Regions from separate parts of the Oryza sativa genome. Here region 2 is linked to region 1. Evidence: chromatin contacts called from public HiCAR-type data. All regions are on one chromosome and are shown on one strand. Each heading gives the region's core, a stretch centred on a gene start, on an enhancer-like site or on the middle of the called end of the contact. The rest is flanking DNA. Distances are from core to core; before and after follow the strand shown.

Evidence for each region. HiCAR-type assays count read pairs that join an accessible place to other places.
Region 2: a HiCAR-type map of leaf shows a contact between it and region 1, with 2.0 times the contacts expected there. The contact joins the promoter of LOC4345787 here to the promoter of LOC4345775 in region 1. A contact is called at or near these places in 4 of 15 Hi-C or Micro-C datasets (leaf, panicle and an unstated tissue) and 1 of 4 datasets of contacts at active chromatin or transcription factors (leaf).

The regions. Positions count from the first base shown.
Region 1 is chr8:22,851,837-22,859,355 of ASM3414082v1, forward strand. LOC4345775 reads right to left here and starts at 3,795. Exons shown (of 1, transcript XM_015793228.2): 1 at 2,606-3,795. The coding sequence starts at 3,697. The coding sequence ends at 2,771.
Region 2 is chr8:23,018,020-23,025,538 of ASM3414082v1, forward strand. LOC4345787 (glutamate decarboxylase 1) reads right to left here and starts at 4,367. Exons shown (of 7, transcript XM_015794637.3): 1 at 4,087-4,367; 2 at 3,476-3,680; 3 at 2,067-2,267; 4 at 1,760-1,974; 5 at 1,211-1,464; 6 at 1,074-1,126; 7 at 134-832. The coding sequence starts at 4,184. The coding sequence ends at 353.

The sequences.
Region 1 (7,519 bases), core at 2,545-5,044:
GGGTTTTCGATGGGTTTTAAGACGGGTTGCAACTTGGAAGTTGGAAGGCTTGACTTGACGACGACCGTTCTCACCTTCTGTTGAGGCGGCGTCTGTGTGTGTTTATGAACTTGTTGGTTTTGGGGCAAATTCAACGTGTGCTCGTCATGCTCCGTTAGGAAAGTCATTTCACAAGTCACAATGCAAGTATAAGAAAGTCTATTCACATTTTTATAACTCGGGCGTGCCATTTAATTTGTTACGATTTTGACAGTGTAGTAAATTGCCGTATCATCTAGAAATTATAACATATGGCGTGAAGACAGCAAAGATTTGGCTATCTAATAACTAGTCGTCGTTGTTGGAAAAGTGTTTTCATCCAATGATCATAACAAAGTTGAAAAAAATTGGTAAGATAGATTAATACGAAATACTACCTCCGTCTCAAAATAAGTGCAGTCGTGAATATCCGTGCTCAACGTTTGACCATCCGTCTTATTTGAAAAATTTTAAAATATTTAGTCACACATAAAGTACTATTCATGTTTTATCATCTAATAGCAATAAAAATACTAATCATAAAAATTTTTCAAATAAAACGAACGGTCAAACGTTGAACGTGAATAGTGCAAAACTGCACTTATTTGGGACGGAGGGAGTATATCACTACATAAACATGTAAGTTCAAATTTAACTTTTACAAGTTGTAACAAAAATAACAAAATATAATTGCAAATGTACATTAACTGGTTTCAGTTTAATTTGTTCCTTTTTTTTACGACGTATAGAAGTTGAATTTAACGTTGCATATTTGTGGAGTGGTATATATCGTATTAATCTATTTTATCAAAAAGTTCACTTTTTTTAGATTACTTAGGTGGCATGTAGAAACGAGGGATGTCCTTTCGAGAGATGAAAATACATTATATGCATTTCCTGTGCATGGCTTATATGCTTATGGAGTGACTGATGGCATCTCAATATACATCTACAAATATTTTTTAAGCTTTTTATTATTATTTTGGATATAATGTATGAAACATATGTCTCTACGCGAAACCTCCCCTCATAGCAGCGCTAGGGCAAGTAGCGGAAAAGAGGGAGTCGGCATGGGGCGGCAAGTTGTGGTTGGCCGGAAGCGATGGTGTCGGCTGGTCGGCCTCGCCAAGTCTAGATCCAGACATTCTTGGCTGGATCTGGCAAGGGAGAGGTCTCCCTCAAGAGCAGGGAGTGGTCGTGGCTTAGGCGGGAGTTGGATCAGTGATGGTTGATGATGTAGGCGTAGGAGGTGTGGCACTAGTGTTGCAGTGCCGGGGTAGTTGGCATCGACTAGAGTGGCCGACGAAGAGGTTGGCTAGTGAGGCCACTTGTTAAGGAGGTGGTTTTTGGAGCGGGAGAAGCTAGTTGGTTTCCTATTAGTTGAAAGGCCGTGGGACACAGCGAACATCATCACAGATGGCAACCCTGTGAACAGCGAAATGGTCTCATTCAATCGACTGGACCTCCTCACTTTCCCCGAGCTCCTCGCCCTCTAATGATCGATCTGCTTCCAGCTTTCAGTCGTGGGGAGCTTCATGGCAATAGTAGAGGCTTTGGTTTGGTGGATGGACTCTGTTAGGCAGAAGACGAGCAACCCTCGGAACCAACAACGCTGTCAAGAAACTTATTATAGGAGGTGTTTGAGATGGTGGAGTTGCGGTGCACGATGCCACCTTGGTACAACAACAAGACGGTGTGATGGTTGGAGTCAGAGCTGATTGGTTGATGTGGCAAGCTCAGCAAATAACCTAAACTGAAATTCGCTCCTATAAAGATTTAAACTCAGGATCTTAGGGTAGTACTCATGTCACTGCAACCACTAGGCTACATGGCCTTTCACGGTAATTTTGTACATATGCTTGAATTGTTGGAGGCAGAACACGTGTACTCCGAGTATCGGATTTTCAATCCATAATATTTTGGCTATGTAGCACCTAGTTGATTCATCTAAATCACAGCTTAGCTAGCATATATTCTTCAGATAGACCTAAGCAATCTAACCATGCACGCAGGAATCGCGCGCTCGCTCGAAAGTAAACGTCTAGATCAATCCAGGAACTCTTCTTTAAGTTAATCTAAGGAGAGATTTAGATGAGGACGCTAACACTTTCCAAAAAGCCCTAGCTAGTTACGAGTAATTTTTTCGATAGGTCTCTAGCTAGTTAATCCCGTGGAACAAGATTCTGTGTGCTTCTCAGCAGAGAGACCGCGGTTTTGCTCACCATTTCCCGTTTTCCCCTGATCAACAGCTGCCTTTTCTGAATAAGAGCTTCTGCAGGCAACTGGTAGGCGTTTCCAACTTGTCCGATCTAAAAACCAATGGTTAGCATCAGCAGCAGTGGTAGTAGTAAGACTGTATGACTGCTGCAGTGCCAGATGTACCAGAGAAACACAATAATACAAACTATTGTGCTTCAGTTTTTACAGTTTAAGATCTCCTTAGGAATGAAGAATTTTTTTTGTTGCAATTTAACTAGTTATTCGGCTCCTTTAGAATCCATGTATTTGCAGGAATTTCACGTAAATTAGCCCGATTCGATCCTGCGAAAATCCTCTAAAATTCCTCCATTCAAAGTAAGCCGGGAGAGATAAAAATGGCCATACACCCAAATTTATTGCAGAGTACATTACAAAAGGCCCAAGTGACAAATGGCACTGAATCTGGAGGCCCAACAAAACCTCGGCCCAGTTTTCTGCCATCCACCAGTGCAAACAAAGTGTTTGCTGCCGCCACGCGACATCTCCTCCCTTTCTACACGTTGTCTGACACGGGGAACACGCGTTTCTGCGACTGCGTCGCGTCCCCGTCGCCGGCGAGGGCACCGACGTCGCCGCCGCTAGGCGCCTGAATCTGCCTGTACTCCATGCTCCGGGATCCACCCACCCTGAGGCACAGGTACGCCGTCACGGCCCACACGCCGGCGAGCACCCAGCTGAACTGCAGGTTCGCCATCACCACCGCCCTCCGCGCCGCCTCGTCCGTCGGGCACGCCACCGCGCTCCGCATGGCGCCGCCGCCGGCCTCCGCGCCGTGGCAACCCCTCGGCACGAGGGCAGGGACCCACAGCGCGAAGCCCATGACGATGAACCACAGGCCCTGGAACAGCACCGACGCCGACCGGACCACCGCGACGGCGAAGCTCCTCGGGAGGACGACGGTGGCGGAGGTGGAGACCAGCGAAGCGGTGACCACGAGCTGGAGCAGCCAGTGGTAGTGCCCCTCGAGCCCCGCGTGGTCGGCGGAGTGGAACCTGAGCAGGAACAGCTCCTGGCCGAACACCGACGCGGCGAGCGCGGCCACCACTTCCCCGAGCTGCGCCTGCGCGCCGCCGTGGTGGGAGGACGACGCAGCGACACCGTCGGCGGCGAGCGCCACGGACGCGTACACGGCGAGGTGGAGGTACATGGTGGCGTGCTCGAGGGCGTCCGGCTGGATAGTGAACGAGAGCAGTGGGAAGTCGACGAGCTGGTCGACGATGGCGAGCACGGAGAAGGAGAGGAGGAGGTAGAGCTCCAGGTGCTTCAGGCCGGGCACCGGCGACGGGAAGGGGAACCACGCGGCGGCGCGGAAGCCGGAGGCGCCCTTGAGCTTGTACGCCCTGACGGTGTTCAGCGCGTGCCACAAGCCGAGGATGGCGAAGGCGAGGCCTGGGACGAAGTGGCCAAGGAACGTGCCCATGGCTGACGGCCTCGTCGCCGGCACGCTGCTAGCTTGTGCGCGCGCGTCCTCGTCGGCGCCGGCGTCGAGGTCAGGCAGCGTGCACTGATGCTGTTCAGTGACTTAAATAGGTGTGTGGATCAGCTGCAACGGTTGTCGCCAACACTGTGCGTGGTGGCGGCAAAAGCATGCATACGTGTTTGAAGTTTGGACTCCACTTCAGGTTCTCCTTTTTCTTTTTTTGAAAGATCACTATCCATTTCAAGATTACTAGTAAAGACTTAAAGTTAGTGGTTTCTTGCATGGAAAAGAGCTGCATGAATTAAAACTGCTCGTTAATAAACATTTGTTGACAAGAATTTACTAATTAATCACACATTCTTTTGAAAGCTAGCAACACTGAGCGAATGGGTTTGAAGATTCGGAAACAATTTTTAACCATCTGAAGTTTACAAATACTTCTAACATTTCGTGTTTTTTTTTTCGTGTGCGACCATTCTAGCTCTCAAGACCTCACTCTCTTTATGTTTCAAAATATTGCAGTATTTTGAAACCTTGTAGTATCTGCTATGTCAAAATATTTCAGGATGTGGAGTCGTTTATAAACGAAAATTCAGATAGTGTGCCTCTTCAGTCTCTCTTTTAGTTTTTGATATGCCACTTGAAAGAGGAACATTCTCCATGACTCTATGAGATGGGAAGAGTCCACTCGGACCGGCACATAGAAATCACTAATGCTTTAACCACTTCACCTAATCAAATTACATAATCTTGGAATGTGCACATCTCACTTATGTTGCAGGAATTAACAAGAGGCAGAGAGAGGCAGAGTCCCTATACTATAAGCCATTGAGCTGTGCTACCAATGTGCTTCTTAATTATTAGTGCTTGGACCTAATATTGCTGGGAGCCTCGAGTAACTGCATGCGCACTACCTAGTCAATGGTAGTGCTGGCTGCGTTCGATGCCATTTGTGAGAACTGTTGATTGATCAGTCATCGCAGTAATTAACGTTCTCCTGAAGTAGCAGAAAAACAGAAAGCAGGTTCAACTTTTTTGGTATTCCTTTTTATAGAACTTTTCCTTTGGTAAACTTTAGTTGGGCTCCACTGAAATTTGTTTGTTCTGTTATGTGGATGCCATGCATTCTCTGTTACAAATTAGGTATTCATGGTTAATTCAAGAAATCAGGTTTATTGTTCACTTTAGCCTCGTTCGATCTCTCTTTTAAAATAATGCATCTCATTGTTTACTACTCCCTCCGTATTTTTATATATAACGTCGTTGACTTTTTAACCAACGTTTGACCATTTGTTTTATTCATTTTTTTGCACAAATATGAAAATATTTATGTCATGCTTAAAGAATATTTGATGATGAATCAAATCACAATAAAATAAATGATAATTATATAACTTTTTTTAATAAGACGAATGGTCAAACGTTAGATAAAAAGTCAACGGCGTCATACATTAAAATATGGAGATAGTATTAGATATGATAACCGCGCGTTATTTTGGGATAACTATGTACATATAAATGGCTTTAAAAAGTTGTGAGAAGGGGCGTACAAAAGACATTTAGAAGACTTGAACTCTTTTTTTTTTAACGGAAAACAGCACATGTGTGCCTTTTTCATTGAATAGAGCAGGAAAAAAATACAACCCCTAAGGGTAAAGAAAGGGAAGTATGAGCTATACACTATATATAGTGCGGGACTAGATCACGCAATCTTTTAGCTCCCGCTAGAACCCAAAGACTAGCCTCCTCCTTGATTCTTGATTAGAGAAGCCTGTTGCTGCCTCTTTGTGGTCGAAGATCCGTCTGTTCCTCTCCTTCCAGATTTTCCAGACGACTAGCAGTATGAGGGATCGAAGGCCCTTTTTTGGGACGCCGCGTGTATTTGCTAAACTCTCCCACCAATATTGAACTGACCGTGCTTCCTCCCACTCAGTCGGCTCCTATTGTTGATAACCCGTCCAAATAGCAACTAGGCTCCAGATTCTACCTAGTTGAACTCTTCAGTGCAAGGCTAGAGAGATTAATAGTCTTCCTCTTCCAACTAAAATACATGCAAGCATTTAATCACCTGTGTTGGAGTATATATTCAGGTACTACCTCCGTCCCAAAATATAATAATTTTTAGCTATAAATCTAAACACATAGGTAGATTCATAGCTAAAAATAATTACATTTTGGGACGGAGGGAGTATTTGGAAAGGTCAGTGGAGATCATGAGATAGTCACGAAATTCGTTGCTACTACCCAAGGAGGACTTGTTCTTAATGTCGACAGTAATCACCCAACACTTGTCATCATATCCAGGTCTGTCCAGTATGAAGTGGAGAACGTCGGCCTCGTGCATGCTGAAGACCGGGAACGTCGGCGTAATCCGTGGCAGAGGTGATCCCTGGTAGCTTGGGAGAGACCAGAACTCCTCCTCGAGCTGGAGCGTGCCATCCACCTCCCACTCGAACAACGGCAGCTTCAGAGTGTCCACGTCGTGATGCTGCAACCGGGTTTTTGGGGAATACGCAAGAAGCATATTTTTTTCTATTAAGAGAAATAAAAGTTATTTACAATGTGATATAAAAAATAAGCACGGGACCGATACTGGAAGCTAGGGATCTAATGGGGATATCTCGCGCTAGATTTGGCTACCACGACCTCGCAGAGGTAAAACAGAAGGGACCCCTGCATTAACCGACTTCTAAAGTACGGCTACAACCGGGTGATCGCTCGGTGGATCGGAAGCAGCCGTCGTCAACGTCGACGAACTTTAGACAGCCTCCTACAAACGGAGGCAATTTTGTACTCTCTCTGTCCCATAAAAAAATAACCTAGTACCGGATGTGACACATTCTAGTACTATGATTTTGGACATACATCTGTCTAGCCTAACCCCGTCGAACCACATCTCAATGCCAGAGAAAGGGAGGAATACAAGCTCAAGCTCCGCATTGACGCATCATCATCGTCATCATCGTCAGTAGCTAACATTTTGCAGTACATGATGCCACGGTGGTAGTTGGGCGACCCAGTCGGTGAGAGGCGGCAGAGCCCGTATCCATGGCTAGTCGGCGTCGGGCTTGTAGACGAAGAAGTCGTCCAAGAGGGAAGTAGCAGTTGGGCGTTCGTTCGGGGCTGACGATCGTGTGGACGAGGAGGTCGCCGTCTGCAGTCACCAGGGAGGGCTGGTGGCGCCACACCATGCTATAGGCTCCGGTGTCATCGGTGTAGAACTGGACGCAGGAGGAAGCTGGCGGTGCGGCGAGCCGGAGGGAGACAAGGATGTCTCGGTCGTTGCTTGTCCTCGTGAAGACGGTGGTCATGGCGTAGTCATTGTTCCACTGGCCGATGGATCTTTCGAACAAAGCCCATGCTGCCGAGTGAATGGGCGGAGGGGCGGAGAGATCCCATGTAGGAGGGAGTGGGATGACGCCGGCACGGGCGCCGGCGATAGAGAACGCCATGTCTGCGTGATTTGACGACGATTTGCGGGGATTTAGGGATTAATAATTAATTATGTGCTTCATGTACCGTGTCTCTCGCGTCCGCACCCAGAGTCCCAGACCAGATCGAATCGCTGGCGTACGTTGCGGACTGAAGAAATGGGAAGCATTTACTCAACATCACTCTCAAAATGCACTTACTCAATATCACTCTCTTCAATTTCCATTCTCATTTGCTAAAAGGGGTCCACTTGTCAGCCTCATCTCTTACCCAGTCTCACATCTTATTCAATCAAATGAGAAAGATATGGGCCCAAGCGATAAATAAGAATGAAAATTTGGGAAAGTGTTATTTGGGCATATGCATTTTGGGAGGAGGATAACCAATAGT
Region 2 (7,519 bases), core at 3,117-5,616, 170 kb after region 1:
AATCCATTTCTATTATTAAAAGATGGTATGTCAAGTTGAATCGATTGGTTATTTCGTCCTAAATAATAATAAAACTTTGCCCATAATTATAGAGATTAAAAAGAGGAGGAAGGAGATTGGCAAGCCCCAGGTGTACATGGAAAAGTTGAAAACAAACCACCAAATAGCTGAAGTCCATGGTACGTAGATGGCTTACAACCATACAAAGGCCACACATTTTTCTACATCAACAGTTCAACATAAGAACAAGGGCAGCCATGTCCGTACACCGCCAGTCAGTCCCATCCGATCCGGCCATCCCATGCACAAATCGAGCATGCCACGTTATTCAAGCATTTCTCACAGAGCCACACTAGCAGATTCCGGTCTGCTTCTTCTTCACCTGGTCCCTCCAGTACGCGAAGATCTCCCTCTCGGTCTCCAGGACGCTCTTCTTGGTGACCACGCCATCGTCGCCCGATTGCTGCTTCGCGATGGCGCTGGAGATCTTCAGCACCTGGGCCGAATGGGCGTCCAGCTCGTGCAGGATCTTGACGATGTCCGAGACGAGCCGCTCGGCGAGGCTCCGGCTGAAGTCCTCCCTGATGACGACGCGGAGGACGGCGACGTGCTCGGCGTTGGCCGGCATGGTGTACGCCGGCACGATCCAGCCGAACCTCCTCAGGTGCTCGGAGATGTCGAACACGGTGTACCTGCCGCTGTCCTTGAGCGAGAACGCCACCAAGGGCACACCGGCCTCCTTGGAGAGGATTTCGAATCGACCAGTCGCCTCTATGCCTTCCCTTAGTATTGCTGTGTTCTCCATGCAATTCTGCATGATGTTCTTGTATCCCTGCAGAAAGAAACCAAAATAGTTCTAAATGGCCAGAAACTCTCTTTTTTATGTGAGGAAGAGCGTTTATATGAGCGCCTGCGTGGATACTATCTGGTTTCTGAAGTCACAACAACCATGTTTGTTGTTCTTGTCAAAAACCTGTCCCAATCTTAATAAACTGGCAGCGGGTCCTTGCCGCCGGCTCGGCAAAGAAAATGTTCTGCAGTTTCCATGAGGGATATGAAGAAAAGTAAAGTACCTCGAATCCCAGGCGTATTAGTTGATAGTACTGTGCGATTATCTGGCTGGAACCTACACAATATTGCCTTGAACTTGGTTTGTTGAAATACAAAAGAATTAAAGTTTGGTGATGAAACTACAAGAAAATGTATGTACCTTTGGAGAAGTTCAGAGTGAACGTCGGCTGGTCTGTCCCCAGATAGTTTATATGGAAAATGAGTTCTTCAGGCAAATCCTCTTTGCTTCGCCAAATGACCCAACCAACACCTGGATACACAAGGCCATACTTGTGCCCACTGACATTGATGCTCTTCACCAGTGGTAGCCTGAAGTCCCATTCAAGCTCAGGGTATAGAAAAGGTGCTATAAATCCTCCACTTGCTGCATCAACATGAATTGGCACATCCCACCTGCATGTTTTGTGTAACAGATTAACTACCTTGCAAGAAGTGTGGCCAATTTATGTAAGATGAGTTGCAAATAAAAAATTTGTATACATTTTTGTTTTCTTTTGGCACACACAGCTGAGCATAAAAACAAGTAATGAGGGATTGACAAAAGAATAGTTAAGTAATCTGGTCACAACAGGTTACCAGTTTTCCTGGTCATACCGATCGACCTCCAGAGACAACCTAAAGCATGCATATTGCTAGCTGTTGCATTGCGCAGATAGTTGATTGACTAAAGAACAGATAAAATGCATACCCAGTTTCCTTATTCTTTTCTGTTAGGAGATTATTCAATAACTTAACATCCTCAAACTCTCCAGTGAGAGTAGAGCCCAAGATGGCCGCAACGCATATAGTGTTCTCATCCACCATTTCAACAGCCTTTACAGGATCCATGACATAGTATCCTTCACTGAGCTTAACCTCCTTCAGTTCTACTTCAAAATATCTGGCAAATTTCTCCCAGCAAACCTAGGAACACGGGGAATCACCACAGGCCTTTTTCTTAGATAACTATAATGGCTAAGATAAAAACACTTCACATGACAATGAAACAAAAATACCTGAACATTAGCACCAGTAACAATGTTGGGTTTGTCACATGGCTTCCCCTGTTCCTTCCGTTTGTTTTGCCACTTCCTCTTGAATGCCAGTCCTGCAAGCATAATTGCTTCTGAGGATCCCACCGTCCCAACTCCAATAGCTGTTTCATCCTCCTTGATTGGTGCATTGAACAGGTGAGCTATCATATTCACACAACGGTTCTGCAAAAGTACATGCAAGTAGTCAGCAAACAATAGTTAGATGTAGCTATTATTCTTTTTTTCTGAATGAATATGTCATTAGCTTGACTAAAAAATGACTAAATCAAGACTGTGTGTTAACAAAAAAAGCTGAAACATGATAAAAAAAAGCCCTGGTAAAAATCAATAAATAGCCAGTAAGTTAACTTTCCAAATAATACAAATGTACAGTGAGAAGAGAGCAGTAGAACTTTATTTGAATGTGGTTTCAGTTTCAACTTAAAAAGAAATTACAGCAAAAAATGTGATACCTCTTAGTATCTCCCTTTCCCTTTAAGAACAGCAAAAAAAAAATCTCACAAAACAAAGGTTTGATAAAATGCCATTGTTATCCGTATGTAGCAGTACTCTCTAACATCAAATGGCAGTTCCATAAAGATGAATCTGAATTTCCAATTCCCTGCTGGCATGGTTGGAGTCATTTTGAATACAAGGTGAATGGTAAAACTTCCCCTTTTCTACATTCAGTAAACAAAAATGTTCTTTCTAGAACATATTCAGTAAAAATGTTGTGATCAGCAACAAGCTGAAAACTGTCCAGGATTGTTGGTTATGGACCCAGAAAAGTCCAATCACATCAAAAAGTATGATGTGTCATAACTTGTCCATAACCTAATTATGATCAGCTATCAACTGCCCAAATAACAGGTGTTAGGATCCTTATCCTTCCATCCTTGCGAAGTGGAGTACTAGAGCTGTACTAATTAGTTCCACAAAATTAATTATTCCTTAAGACTAGAGCTGAACTAAACAGAGGAATTCAATCAACTATGCTGGTGCGCGAATCTCAAAGCAAATCTCACAACGGGAGTACGTAACATTACTTGTGTTGAAACAGGATTCCCCCCATATATATGTTCTCCCTCCGGGTTGATAATACTTGTCGTTTTGGACAAGGGCACGGTCTCCAAAAAAAACAACTTTAACTATTATTTTTTATTATAATATGTATAAAATTGTTAGCAAATATATGATCTTATTAAAATAATTTTTAAGACTAATCTATACATATAGTCACCATAATAGTCACCATATTTAAAAGACAAATATTTTAAAAATGATTTATAATCAAAGATTCTAAAGTTTGACTTCACCCTTGTCCAAAAGGGCAAGTATTATCAGCCCGGAGAACAAAATAGAAGAAAGATCCCATGTGGTTTAATTCCGACCTGGAGCTCCGTGGTGACAGGGTACTCGTCCATGTCGACGTAGTTCTTGTTAACGGAGTCCATGATGAGCTTGTCGCACTCGGGCTCCATCCACGTGGTGACGAAGGACGCCAGGTTCAGCCGCGGGTTCCCGTCCAGCATCAGCTCGTCGTTGATGATCTGGTACGCCGCCTCCCTCGGGATCGACTGCTCCGGCATCCTGAACCTGCACACTCAACAACGAAGCAATCGATCGATCAGCACAGCCCCGCGCGGCGCCCAAATTGGCCAAAACCCAACCGAGAGATCGGAGCATGCAGCCAGCACCGCGGCAGCGTCTCGCAGGCGTAGCGCGTCGCGAAGGTGCAGCGCACGGCGTCGTCCCGGCCGGAGCTCGCGTGCGAGAGCACCATGGCGCCCGCCGGCTTGCTAGCTGCTCGATCCTCTTCTCTCTCGATCACAGACTCTCTCTACTGCCTAGCAAGGGAAACTCGGTAGGCGCGGTGGAACCAATCGAAGTGGATTGGCTAGCAGTGTGGCAACCGTACTACTAATAGTGGAAGATTAGAAGTGACAACAACTGATGTCTGCTGAGATGAAACGACGTGGTGGTGGTGGTGCTAAGTACTAACCGCGGGAGCGGGTCGCGGACGTAGCGGGAGGCGAAGAAGGTGGAGTACTGCACCGGCTGGGCCGTGTCCGAGTCGGTCGCGGCCACGCTCACCACCATCGCTGTTGCGGGCGGTTCACCGGGACAGCGACGCCGGCCGCGCGCGGGACGCGGACGAGGGAATCGAGTTCTTCGCGACGCTGCTTCTGGTGGTGGTGGTGGTGTGAGGTGTGCGTGTGACGCCGCGAGTGGCGAGTGGGAGACAACTCGGGGCCCGGGCGCGACGGGGACGTGGGCTTCTTCGGATGCCGTGTGGTGGTGTGGCCGCTTTGTTTAGTGAGGCGTTGCGACACGTTGGCGAGGCACGCGTCGGCACGGCGAGGCGCCCGCGCTCCGAGTTGTCCCGGTGTCGGGGCTGCGTTTGTTTCTCCAATAAGAGGTGATGAAATTTCGTATATCCGTGGCACACTCTTCAAACTGCTAAACGGTATATTTCGTGTGAATGAAAGTTACTCTAAAATATAAGATTAATTTATTTTTTAAATTTATAATAATTAAAACTTAATTAATCATGTGGAACAATCAATCTTTATCTTCGTGTTCATCCTCAGGAGATTCAGCACCACCTTTATCGAGTGGAGGAATTCCCAGGCGCGATCGATCCGATGGTGCATGTCAGTTTCGCTTTCGCGAGCTTTATTATATATGGAGTTCGCGATGATGTAGCCAAGTCGATCAAAGTTCTGGAGGAAAATATATGATGGTTACAAAGAGAATCGCCACCCGGCCCGCTTGTTCGAGAAGGCAGGCGCCATCGATCGTCCATCCGATTAATCAATCAGGCAGATATATGTCACTGCTTTTGGCGACGTCGTGTGTTTGAGAAGAATGAGACGTAAAACGAGATGAGCCATTAACGTATGATTAATTAAGTATTAACTATTTTAAACTTTAAAAATAGATTAATATGATTTTTTAAAGCAACTTTCCTATAGAAATTTTTTGCAAAAAACACACCGTTTAGTAGTTCGGAAACGTGCGCGTGGAAAATGAAATAAACTCACTCGCTTTGTTCTCCAAACGAACACAGCCGTAGCCGATCTTGCTGTCTCTGTAGTTGGTGTAAATGGTGCCAATCGCTGCCTTCGGTGGCCTCAGGAACAATGTGTCGGCAGCTTTGCTCTGATGTAAAAACGGATTGTCTGTGGCTATGGAGCTAGTCGGCTGCCATGATGCTACAGTGCTGCACCCAGAAGGAATAATTACGTAGCCAATCCTTTATGAAGCAGCAACCTGTAGTGAAAAACTACCCTCGAGTAGATGTGCACCCGTTATTAGTAACTAAATGGTTATGAAAATATTTAAATTATTGTTAATAAAATAGATTAATATGTAATATATCACTTCACAAAAATACAAATTCAAATTCAACTTTTGTAAGTTGTAACAAAAATAATAAATTTAATTGTGAATATGTGTATACTAGTTACAATTTAATTTATTATTTTTTGATACAACTTATAAAAGTCGAATTCGAACTTGCATATTTGTGGAGTGATATATTATATATTAATTTATTTTGTTATTTTTTTTAAAAAAAATTATAATCGTTTAGTTAACATGTAAGAAGCGGGTGGATGTCCACCCGAGAGATTAAAATCCATATTTGGGCTGCAGCCTTATCTATGGAATAACCTGTAAATCCCATGCAGGTAGCTATTGCATTAAACCGGGAGGTAGATAAGATTTCTTTAGGGGATATTGACAATATCGTAGATTTAACTACAGTGATAGATTTAAGAAATTCCGAAAGCTCTGGCAGGTTAGAAATTACTACCTAGTGGGATTAGTACATAGCAAAACTTTTGGTCAAATCCAGAACTTCTAGTCTCAACTCAAATAATTTGGTCAACGCATAGAGAAAACAAACCAACACGAGATAAAACACACCCAAACTCAAAAAACTAAACTACGAGAACTAAGAGGTGACAAGCAAATACACAAGCACTAAACAAGATCACCAACCATCTCAACCTCAAACAACATAGATTGAGCCAAAGAACAAAAAAAAAAAGGTAAAGGGGAAGAGGAGAACATATTTATTTACTTAAGTTTGGATCCACGGGTCTTACATCTTCCCGAGAAACTTCGAAGAGCCAAGTTCTCTCATCCCTAAATCTCACCTGGTGACCATGAAGGTTAAACCTGGTTTTCACTCTTTTACCCCTTTTTGATGTAGAGGCGAGGTAGCACCTTAAGAAACTTATAAGATATTCCACAATTGACAAATGTTCACGGACAATACTGCATAGCTGGCTTGGCTAGGAGGACGAATGCTCTTGGTGTCAATCTCAAGTGCTCAAGGATGAATCTCGAACCTCACTTGCTTTTCAATCTAACTCAATCCAACTCAAAAGATTCACTAGATCTAAGGTCGCGGAGGAGGGGAAACTCTTGAAAGCTATGAAGTGTGTTTCAGTTTTGGGAATAGTCAGCCCCTTGAAAACAGGTGGATGGGGAGTCAAATACCCAAGCCCATAGAAAACTAGTCGTTGCTCATAGATGGATTGATTTAAAAGCCAAAAGTTTTAGCTATAGGGACAAGAACTTCCTGTCAACTCTTTTTGCTTGGCAGAGTATCTTATCTAGAACCTTGGATCAAGCCTCTTGCCAAACCTAGTGTATTATGTAGAACATCTAGTCTCAAAAACAAAACTTACAGTAGCACTAGTCTTGGAACAAATAACACTCGCCTAAAACTTTTGGTCCCCAAGCTCCAAAAACATAGAACATTTAGCCCAATGTTCATGTTCTAGTAGGTGTATGTCATCTAAAGATCAAGGGTTGTTTTGAACATTGAGATTACACCAAAATCCATTGCATGTGTCCCCTTGATAATACGACATACCTAGACTCAAATTTCAAAATTAAAAATGAATTTCAACTATTTTTGGTCCATATACCGCACTTTTGTTTTCCTTTTATGGATTACCATGCGTTATTGATTTCCTCAAAGAAACTATTGCTACACTTCTTAAATATATTAGGCCCTTAATCGTTTTATCATCAATTAGTAAAAGAACCCATTTAGAAAACCTAGATGTACTTTCACAGGAACAAATTGACAATAAACTTAAGAAACATAAGGTCTTTGTGTACTATCCTAAGGCAACAATAAGAATAGAAGGGAAAAGACTAAAATGCTCCTTATTAGTTGAAACTTAGGACTGATGGGTGGTTAGGTAACAGGTATGGAAGGGATATATTTTCTCAGTTTGTGAATCGATGATGGGTAAGAATGTGTAAGTTGATTTATTTTAATATGAATTTTAAATTATAGGAGTTGTTTTTTTTGAAAGGAGCAGTTGTCACAGCCATAAACTCCTTTGTTAAGGCTGTGTTTAGTTCAGCGTAAAGTTTGGATTTTGGTTGAAATTGGAGATGATATGACTGAA